Regions from separate parts of the Mus musculus genome. Here regions 1 and 2 are each linked to region 3. A link is a contact called in public HiChIP or PLAC-seq and promoter capture Hi-C data. All regions are on one chromosome and are shown on one strand. Each heading gives the region's core, a stretch centred on a gene start, on an enhancer-like site or on the middle of the called end of the contact. The rest is flanking DNA. Distances are from core to core; before and after follow the strand shown. Region 1 holds the start of Dhx58 (DEXH (Asp-Glu-X-His) box polypeptide 58). Region 2 holds the start of Hrob (homologous recombination factor with OB-fold). Region 3 holds the start of Cntd1 (cyclin N-terminal domain containing 1).

Region 1 (3,103 bases), core at 172-2,671, 570 kb before region 3:
AGACTGTGACAATGACAGGGCTGTTCACTGAATGGTGAAAACGAATCTGATGGAGGTTCAAAAGCAAGGGCATTTCCAGGCAAAAGGAATAGTAAGTTCAAAGGGTCCCACAAGCCTCATATGCTCAAGGTAGCGGAAGAGACGAGCATAGCCATAGTATGAAGAGTATATTTGGTAGGACTGGGAGGCAAGACAAGCAAAGATCTATGGTGGGAGGGGCTCAGCTGACCTGTAGGATGTGATCAATGGCCCCTTGGAGCTTGGTGGCCCCTCCAGTGCCTGGGGAGGCTGTGAGACCCAGGACCTGGGGGAGGGGCTCTGCCTTCTTCAGCTTCTGTTCTAGGTACCGGCTCAAGATGGTGTTGTAGACGGTGTCCTTGTGGGTGTGGTGACACTCGTCCACCACAATCAGCGAGAATTCTGGGGGCACATGAGAGACAGTGGACGGCTGCTGCTGCTGCTTCTTTCTCATAGCACTTTTGTGAAGCCCTCATTTTTCTCTGAAGTTTTCCTCTTCCCTTCCCTACTTTGGGCTGGGTCCCAGACAGGGAGCAGGTAGGAATGAAAGCGAGGCTGGGCTAGAGGAAGGAGGCTTGCTTGCCCAGGAGCACGTCCTGTGAGCAGGTCACGGCTTTCCCCCTCACCTCTGAGCTCTACGTGTTCATCCTCCTCAGAGCTGTTGAGTGCCAACTGTAACAACTCTGCCGTACAGATGAGCAGGTCGTGGCTCCGAGCCATCAGGCCAAAGCCAGCTCGGGATCCCATGTCCCCACTCAGGGTTGTTACAGTCCAGTGTTTATCCAGCATGCGCCTGAACTCCTCGGCGTGCTGGCTCACCAGGTGTACCTAGGAGTGAAGAGTAATGAAGAGAACTTGGATTGGGGTGGGGGGTGGAAAATGGCAGTTGTTGGGAGTTGGGGTGGGGGAAGGTGGGAGGAGCAAGATGTCAGGACCCAGCCATCTCCTGAACCAAGGAGAGGAGACCTGGCAGAGCGGTCGTCTAGAAGAGATGAGCTAAGAGACCCCACTTTGGGAAGGGCAGACCACTCACCCTATTGACCAGTACCACCACCTTGCCTCTGTCTACCGTCTCTAGATGCCTCTTGGCTACAAAGGCAGCTGCCCGGGTCTTCCCAGCACCCGTGGGCAGCCATATAATGATATTCTTGCCCTCCAGAGCAGGTAAGATCACTTCCCACTGGTAGGGTCGCAGCTCCATTCTGGAATGGCAGAGAGATCAGAACACGTACTGTCCCCTTCCTCCCAGCCAGCCCAGTAAGCTTCAGAGGCTGTTCTTAGCCAAGAACTCGTAGATAACTACCTGGAGCCTGCACTGGCCAGGATTAGGATGGGGTTTGGAAATGAATAGCAGCAGACTAGGCTGGTCTCTGCGGAGGTTTCTGGAGCTCTAGAAATGAAACTGAAACAAGGGGAGGAGCCAGCCAGAGCTGGAGCCCAACCCAGCCATCAAAAAAAAAAAAAAAAAAAAAAAAAAATTGAAGACTGGCAAGGGAGATGCTGACAGTCACTGCTCCTGGGTTCCCTATTTCCTCATCTGTTTTCAGTTGGCAGTAACCCTGTCCATCTGGGCTGAGCTTAAGGCCTGGAGGGGCTGACCTTGGCTGCCTGTTTCCTGGACCAGGAGTCAGGAAATAGGCAGGCATTAAGGACAAGCTCTTGCTCTCCCTTTGCAGGGGAGACAGGCTGGAAGTTATTGAAGCAGAGGAGGTGAGGGACGGCAGTCAGCCAGGTCCATCACCCCACTATATATTGCAGGGGTCAGTGGCACCAGTGTAGCCTGAAGTTAGGCTTTCAGGTTAGAAGAGTCAGGACTCGAGAAGCAAAGGTCAGCCTGCTAAGTCTAAAGCCGGACCCCCCCCCCAAAAAACAATCACACAGGGGAAAAAAAAAGCTTTATTGTTCCCTCCGAGGGATTAATGCCAAGGAATGAATGGTCCTCCTGCCCCCAATCCTGGAGGGACAGATAGACAACAGTGTAGGATAAGCCAAGGCCCCTCATGGTTCCTCCAGTCTGGGCTGTTTCCATGTGAAGGCTACTCACTGAATAGTCCTGGCCCTGGGAAACAGGCATGGGGACCAGGCTCAGGATGCTCAGCCTGCATGGCTCTATAAGGACCAACAGTTCATGCCCTGGCCACCAGACATTCTACAACGGGCTGGCCCCAGACCAGACGTCTCCCCAAGGTGGGATGCAAGGAAGGTGGAAAGAGAGCTGCTGGCTTGGGAGTGAGTGCCTGCTGGCCAGAAAGTCTGTAAGATCTGGGGTCCCTGGCTGGAGTTTCTCCAGCTGAGTCCGGGAGAGGGGGCCGGGAGCCCCCAAACGGATCTGAGGAGATGGAGGTGGATGTTGCGGATCCCAGCTGGGGGCTACTTGTCGATGAGCCCTCCCTCTTTGAGCTTGAAGTAGAAGAACTTCTCCAGGGCACTGGCGCAGCGACAGTATTCGCTGTCTGGGGGATTGTACTCCCGGCAGTTGGCGATGACCCGCTGCAGGTCAGCTACGAAGAGCTTCCGGGTCACATAGTAGCGACTGCGCAACCGTTCTGTCATGGTCTTCAGGTCTGGGTCACGAGAGAGAAGGCACATGACTTTAAGAGGTGAAGGGCTGTAACTGGGGCTGCCCACCATGGTACATGCAGACAGGAGTCAGGCTACCCTGTCAAGACTGGGGGCTTAGGCTGGGGAGTGAGTACAAGGGTCCTCACCAATGGGGAAACGGATAACCTCGTAGTAGTCAGGAGCCTCTGACTTCTTCACAGGTTCCATGAAGGGCCAGGCACTGGGGTGTGACTAGAGAGAAGAGAGGAGCTGAGGACAGGCCCAGTGTTCACCGCCCAACCGAAGACCGCCACCCACTTCAGTTACCGACAAGAAGACCTTGGCCTCCCACCTTGATCTGAGCCAGCAGGTTTTTGAGGGTCGTATATAGCTGATCAGGATCCTTAAGCTCCTTGCTGGAAATGACAGATACCGAGGCTGAGGTCTGGGTCCTTCTTGCCCTACTACACAAACACACACACACACAAACACGCACGCACACACGCCTCCATTCCTGTGGTCACTCCCCCTTGACTGAATGGAC
Region 2 (2,843 bases), core at 237-2,736, 970 kb after region 3:
GGAAGCAGATCAGAGGACTCAGACAGAGCAGGATGACAAGCTCAGTATAGGGGGAGGGTCCCAGCACTGTTAATTTTGTTTAACCTGGAATGATAACAGCCAAGAGTCCTGGAGTACTATGTGATTCCAGGTATGACCCTGACCAAGCTCACATGCTCACATAGCAAAGAGGAGGTAGAGTTGAGAGCCTATGACCCAGCTATCGAGACTTCAGCATCTACAGTTTAACTGCTATACCATTTTGCTTCCTAGAATTCCAGGGGACTGAGGGTTTTTTTTTTGTTTTGTTTTTTGTTTTTTTTTTGGTTTTTTTTTTTTTTTTTTTGACAGGGTTTCTCTGTGTACCCCTGGCTCTCCTGGAACTAACTCTGTAGACCAGGCTGGCCTTGAACTCAGAAATCCGCCTCCTTCTGTGCTGGGATTAAAGGCGTGGGCCACCACCACCTGTCTGGGACTGAGTTCTTGACTAGAGGCTTCAGGAAGACAACCCCCCTATAATTATGTGCAAAGCATCATGTGTTTGTACACATGTGCCTTGTTCTGAGGAAGAATCCACCAATTTAGTCATATTTCTATGGCTCAGACGGCTACTGTGCTCTGAGGAAAAGACACACCCTGTCTTTCCCGGATCTCTTCATTCAGTCTTACTTGCCTTATATGCTTGAGCCAGGCCTTACCTTCCAGTCCCTGCATGGCCTCCAAAGTAATTTTGTTTATGTTTTTGTTTGTTCGTTTTTTCTGCAGTGTATGTATGTATGGTAGCTGGGACCAGAGTCTTGAAGACGCTTAGTACAATGTTGACCATTGGAATGCACTCCCAGCTTTCAGGCCTATTTTTCTAACATGCAAAGAAGGCACACATTTTTCTGTCGTAGAAACTCTTTAGGGCTGGGCGTATTATTAGCTTAGTGTTGAACATTTGCTTAGCACGTGCAAGGCCCAAAATCGTTCAATCCCTCCTCATTCACCAGAGGATGATGGCGCATGAGGCTCTCTACCTTTTCCTGTCTCTACCAATCAGCTTGGCCTACAAAGTGTGAACCCCCCCCCCCCCCCCGCCGCCCTCCCCGGTTCCATCCCTAGCACCACATAAAACCAGCCACCCCAGCGTTTGGGAGGTAGAGGAAGAACAATATGGAGTTAAGGTTATTTTCGGCTACAAAGTGAGTTAGAGGGCAGCCTGGGCTACACGATCGGCTGCGTTCTGGTGAGGATGAAGTCACTCTCAAATCACCAGTGTGCTCAACAAAAAAAAAAAAAAAAAAAAAAAAAAAAGAAGGGAGAATAAAGTGTATAAGATTTCTCCAAGCTCCCTTTCAACCAGAACGTGGCAGCCGGCTGGACTAGAGGGACCGCTTGGGGGCGACCGAGAGACCTTTGATTTTCCCTTTAAGGCTGCGGCGGAAGGCCCGAGGAAGAAGGACTTTGTGTCGGCAGGATAAAAATTGGTGCCTTCCCTTTAAGGGGGCGGAGCTATTGTTTTGGCGGCGGCTTTGAAAGCCGCTCTGGGTGCACGTTCTTAGGCGCCCCTCTCTCAGTTTCCGCTGCGGTCTTAAAGACGCTTCTCTTGGACCTTGCTCTGGGAATGCGACCGGACATAGTTCCCTACTCTACGTCTGGGTCGAGTTGGAGGTGAACCCTTGAGTCTGACACGGCCGGGCCGACCCGCCGGCCCGAGCCCACGGCCTGTCGTTATGGTAATGCCGCGTCTAAGCCGCCCGGGCTCTGGGGAGGAGGCGTTCCAGCCCCGGGGAAGCCGGACTCCGGGTTGGGCTCCGGGCTCGCTAGTCTGCTAGGACGGGATCTGCCTGGTAGAGACTGAGTGTAGTCTGCAGACCTGGGGGCTAGGTAGGAAGGGCGCGCAACGCGCAGGAGACCTTGTGAAAGGTACCTCCCCCGGACATACAGACCTACAGACAGACAGAAAAATAGTCATCAATCCCTGCGAGCCCAAACGTCACTGGCTTTTGGAATCTTTGCCCCCAACCTCGTGATCTTGGGGTGACTAACATTCAACTCTCCTCTCCCTCCTTCCCTTCCTCTCCTCCTCCGCCTCCTCCTCTGTTTTTATTTTTTTGGGAGGAGGGTGGGTCCTTGAAACAGGCTTTCTGCCCCTGGCTATCCTGTAACTCAGTATGTAGATTAGGCTGGCCTCGAACTCAAAGTTCTGCCTTAGGCGTTCTGGGAATTAAAGGCAGCAGCTACCATGCCACACGCCCTCAATCCCCCACCAAAAACCCAGGCTGTGGGTGTGACACTCGTCTGAGTCTGCTGTCCAGGAAGAAGAACCGTAGACTGGGGCAGTCCACACTCTTGGCAACTTTGCCTTTGGCTTTGGTCCTCTGTAGAAAGAAATCACTGGCTTGATCCTCAGAAACAAGGGTTTCAGGCAGGGTCCTTTCTTGTGTTGGACCAACCTTTGAGATTCTGTTGCAGAATACTCAGGCCTGTTTCCAGAGGTGGTGTAGGCAAGTAATCCCATCCTTTGGGAAAGGAAAGGGTCAGGAGTTCAAGGTCAGGGGCTGGGGAAGTGGCTGAGCAGGTAAAAGGTGGTTGTCTCTGATGCCTCAGTTACATCCCTAGGACCCATAGGGTGGAAGAAGCCGACTCCCTCAAGTTCTTTTCACCTTCACACCCATGCAGTAGTGTACCCCACCCCCACTAAATCAATCATTTTTTTTATATAAGATTTGAAAATTACCTTTATCAACATAATAATGACTTGAGGCCAACTTGGGCTACTTGAGACCCTTATGCTGACCCTGCCTTTGTCTCCCTTAGCAGTCGCCTCTCTTTTACTATCTCCCCTTTCTAGGAGTAGTTCAGATAAACTGTGTGTGTGC
Region 3 (3,065 bases), core at 349-2,848:
ATCCCCTCCAGACCCCACCCTAGGCCTGTATAGGCAGGTACCAGTAAATGTTAAAAGAATGAAGTTACTCCTTGCTCATCCTTCACCTACCAAGCTAGAGACAGGAAAAGGCCCGTGCCATTAAGAGTCTGTTCTTGAAGGCAGAGAACAGAAGAGTGACCTTCTTCTACCCCCTAAGACCTGGGTCAGTCTCAAACAGTCCAGTAATCTCTCCCTTAAATCAGGTGGAAAGATCTCACGGAAAAAGTAATTCTAGTTAAACATTTACAGCTCCCTGGGGCAATGCCACCGCTGCAGCTAGTGCCAGGGAGCTTTCCAGCGTGAAGTGCCATATGTCTCTCTGCCCCCACACACTAGCTTGGCTTCGGGAGACATGACTCATTTTATTACTTTAACTTGACCCTATCTTTCCCACTTTAAGGTTCCAACGCTGCAGTTAAGCCACACCCTCCCCCTTAAGAGTCGGGGCCCCTGGGAGGTGAAGGGGTAAACCACAAAGTTTGGGTAAAGGCAAGGTTGCATACCTCTCAAACAAGGAAATAAAAAGGGCTGAGTAACTGGACAAACTGCACGTGAAGTGAGCAATCCCCCCCTTGGCAGCGGCCAAATGCATAGTCTCTGGCTTCTTGGGCTCAATCACACAGTCCGACGTTAGTGTGCCAGTGATGCTGTAAGACCACCAGGCATCATTCAACATATACAGGGGATCCAGCAGTTTGAAGATGGTCCATACAGTTAGGGTCCCGAAGCTCGCTCTCTCTCAAGAGCACGGGCTCGGGCAGCTTTGGCTTCATCTTCCAGCTCATCAAGGAAACGCTCTTGGGCCACCGAGTAGAAGGTGTAACCATCTGACGGAGTGGGTTCAGGAAACCACAAAGCACATGGGCATTCCTTTCGTCTAGCCACCCTTGCTGTTTTCCCAAATTAATGATTTTGGATTGCCACCCTTTTGCTCCTTTTGAACCCTTAACCAATTGTTATTACTAAGCCAATACGCGCTGCGTATATATAGTAAGATTAGGCATGAACCTCATTTGCCCGCACATTAAAAGCTACACGTCTTGTTCCCTTTTCCCTAACCCCATATGCGGTATAGCCAGGACGGATACAAATAGCTAACACCAGGGCCCCGATGCCCAGGCCGGTCATGATGTTCCGGGTCCGCCGCTGTGGCAGTGTTTTCTGCCACTGGGCAAGTTGCACCTGCCGCATAAACTGCAACTGCGCTGGGGTCAATTTCTCCCGCGACGGGTCGATGCGCTGAGCGAATGGAGCATTTCCATTCTTAGCATTCAGAGGGTCACCAGCTCCAGGGGCCGCCATGTTGCTGCTCCGCCCTAAGCCGTCAAGCCCGGAACTCGCCAGGAATTGTAGTCTTTGACTTCAGCAAGGAACTCTGGGAGCTGTAGTCCACGTGGAGTTTTCTGGGTAGAGGCAGGGTCTCTCCGCCCTAGAGGAGGGACAGGAAAGGTGAAAAGCGCCCTGCTTTCTGATTGGCTGAGCTCTCTGTGTCAGTTGGGGCGCGAAAAGCTGTTGACCGTTCGAAGCCGTGGTGGACATTATGTTTTTTCTCAGATTCGAAGCGAGGGCAAACATATAGAAAGGGAAGGAAGAATCCAAGGTGTGGCAGAAGATTCTGGAAATAAGCTAAGGAGGCCAGTTTATGGATCCCGTAAACTGTCCAAGTACTCCGAAAGACTTATGAATATGGAAGGACCCTTGAGGCCCAGGCTGGTGAACTGTAGTGACTTTCAGTTCGGAGTGGTTACCACAGAGACTATCGAAAACGCCCTGCTTCACTTGGCCCAGCAGAACGAGCAAGCCGTGAAGGAGGCTGCGGGACGGACGGGCAGCTTCAGGGAGACCCGGATCGTGGGTGTGGATGCAGAGTGGGGAGTCAGGTTTACGGGAGGCAGGGGAGCGTTGATCTTTGTTTTTCACTCAAATATTTTGCTAGTACTCTTGTTGTGCGAGGTCGTGGGGCTTATAAGCGATGAACGAGGCTTACTAGCACTCTTTTTTTTATTTCTTAACCCCCACTTCCCTGCACCACTCCCCACGTGCCTTTTTTTATTTTTATTTTTAAAGACAAAGTCTCACTGTGGAGTCATGACCTGGAACACTCTCTGTAGCTTAGGCTGGCCTGGAATTGACAGATGTTCTGACTCCCAGATGCTGGGATTAAAAGCACACGGCATCATGGGGAGTCCCCCCCCTTTTAAAATTAATGTATGTCTGTATGAGGGTATCCAATCACCTGAAACTGAGGTTATAGACAGCTGTGAGCTGCCATATGGGTGCTGGGAATTGAACCCTGGTCCTCTAGAAGGGTAGCCAGTGCTTCTAACTGCTTGAGCCATCTCTCCACCACCAGCCCCCTTTACTCTTCTTTCCATAAACGTGTTTAGAGTGCTTATCATTTACATTGCCTGGTATAGAAAGAGGGAACTGCAATCTAGCCATTGCTCTCAAACTATGTAGTCTTTAGGTGGGAATTGTTAACATATGAGCAAGTGGATACAAATAACGGTTAGAGTGATTGACACAGAGAATACAAGCTACTATGAGAATTTAAAGGAGTGGTAAGATGAGGTCCAGGGATTGAATGATACCATGAATAAAACTTGGGAAAACAAGAGGGAGGCTGGGAGCGGAGGGTTTAGTTGTCCAGGTTGACCAGAGCATATGGAGAAGCAATAGAGAGTAAGGCCAGGAAAGTAGTTTGGAGACATTCCAAGCAGAGGTCTGAATGTCTGTCAGGGGAGAGAACTTTATACTTGTTTTAGCAGGAAAAAAGAAGAATTGAGAATTATAGGCAGTTGTGAGCCACCTGATGTGGGTGCTGGGAATTGAACCCAGGTTTTCTGGAAGACCTGCCAGTGCTCTTAACTGCTAAGCCATCTCTGCTGAGCGAAGCCACTGAAATGTAAATGAGGGGGCCAATGTGGCTGTCATTTTCCCCCTGGTAAAAATGATTTTGTATGTGGTCTAAAGGCTGGAGTTGAGTTGGGAGGTGAGCTAGGGGAGCCTGTGTGTAGTCAGAGTGATGACAGAGAGGAAGGCAA

What was found. Promoter capture Hi-C pulls out the DNA fragments that hold promoters and counts their contacts. HiChIP or PLAC-seq counts read pairs in DNA pulled down with a chosen protein or histone mark.
Region 1: a contact with region 3 is called in a promoter capture Hi-C map of liver, with 2.5 times the contacts expected there. The contact joins the promoter of Dhx58 here to the promoter of Cntd1 in region 3. A contact is called at or near these places in 4 of 39 promoter capture datasets (the 3T3-L1 cell line, fetal liver and liver), 1 of 115 datasets of contacts at active chromatin or transcription factors (pancreatic cancer cells) and 1 of 9 other capture datasets (liver).
Region 2: an H3K4me3 HiChIP or PLAC-seq map of bone marrow-derived macrophages shows a contact between it and region 3, with 6 times the contacts expected there. The contact joins the promoter of Hrob here to the promoter of Cntd1 in region 3. A contact is called at or near these places in 2 of 115 datasets of contacts at active chromatin or transcription factors (bone marrow-derived macrophages and pancreatic cancer cells).

What each region holds. Positions count from the first base shown.
Region 1 is chr11:100,702,850-100,705,952 of GRCm38.p6, forward strand. It overlaps Dhx58 (DEXH (Asp-Glu-X-His) box polypeptide 58), which reads right to left and starts at 1,422. Exons shown (of 13, transcript NM_030150.2): 1 at 1,322-1,422; 2 at 1,052-1,220; 3 at 645-846; 4 at 230-420. The coding sequence starts at 1,219. It overlaps Kat2a (K(lysine) acetyltransferase 2A), which reads right to left. Exons shown (of 18, transcript NM_001038010.2): 16 at 2,912-2,975; 17 at 2,727-2,811; 18 at 1,897-2,582. The coding sequence ends at 2,389.
Region 2 is chr11:102,247,396-102,250,238 of GRCm38.p6, forward strand. Hrob (homologous recombination factor with OB-fold) reads left to right here and starts at 1,487. Exons shown (of 10, transcript NM_153544.3): 1 at 1,487-1,697. The coding sequence starts at 1,695.
Region 3 is chr11:101,277,605-101,280,669 of GRCm38.p6, forward strand. Cntd1 (cyclin N-terminal domain containing 1) reads left to right here and starts at 1,599. Exons shown (of 7, transcript NM_026562.2): 1 at 1,599-1,876. The coding sequence starts at 1,702. It overlaps Coa3 (cytochrome C oxidase assembly factor 3), which reads right to left and starts at 1,344. Exons shown (of 2, transcript NM_026618.2): 1 at 1,110-1,344; 2 at 366-848. The coding sequence starts at 1,323. The coding sequence ends at 736.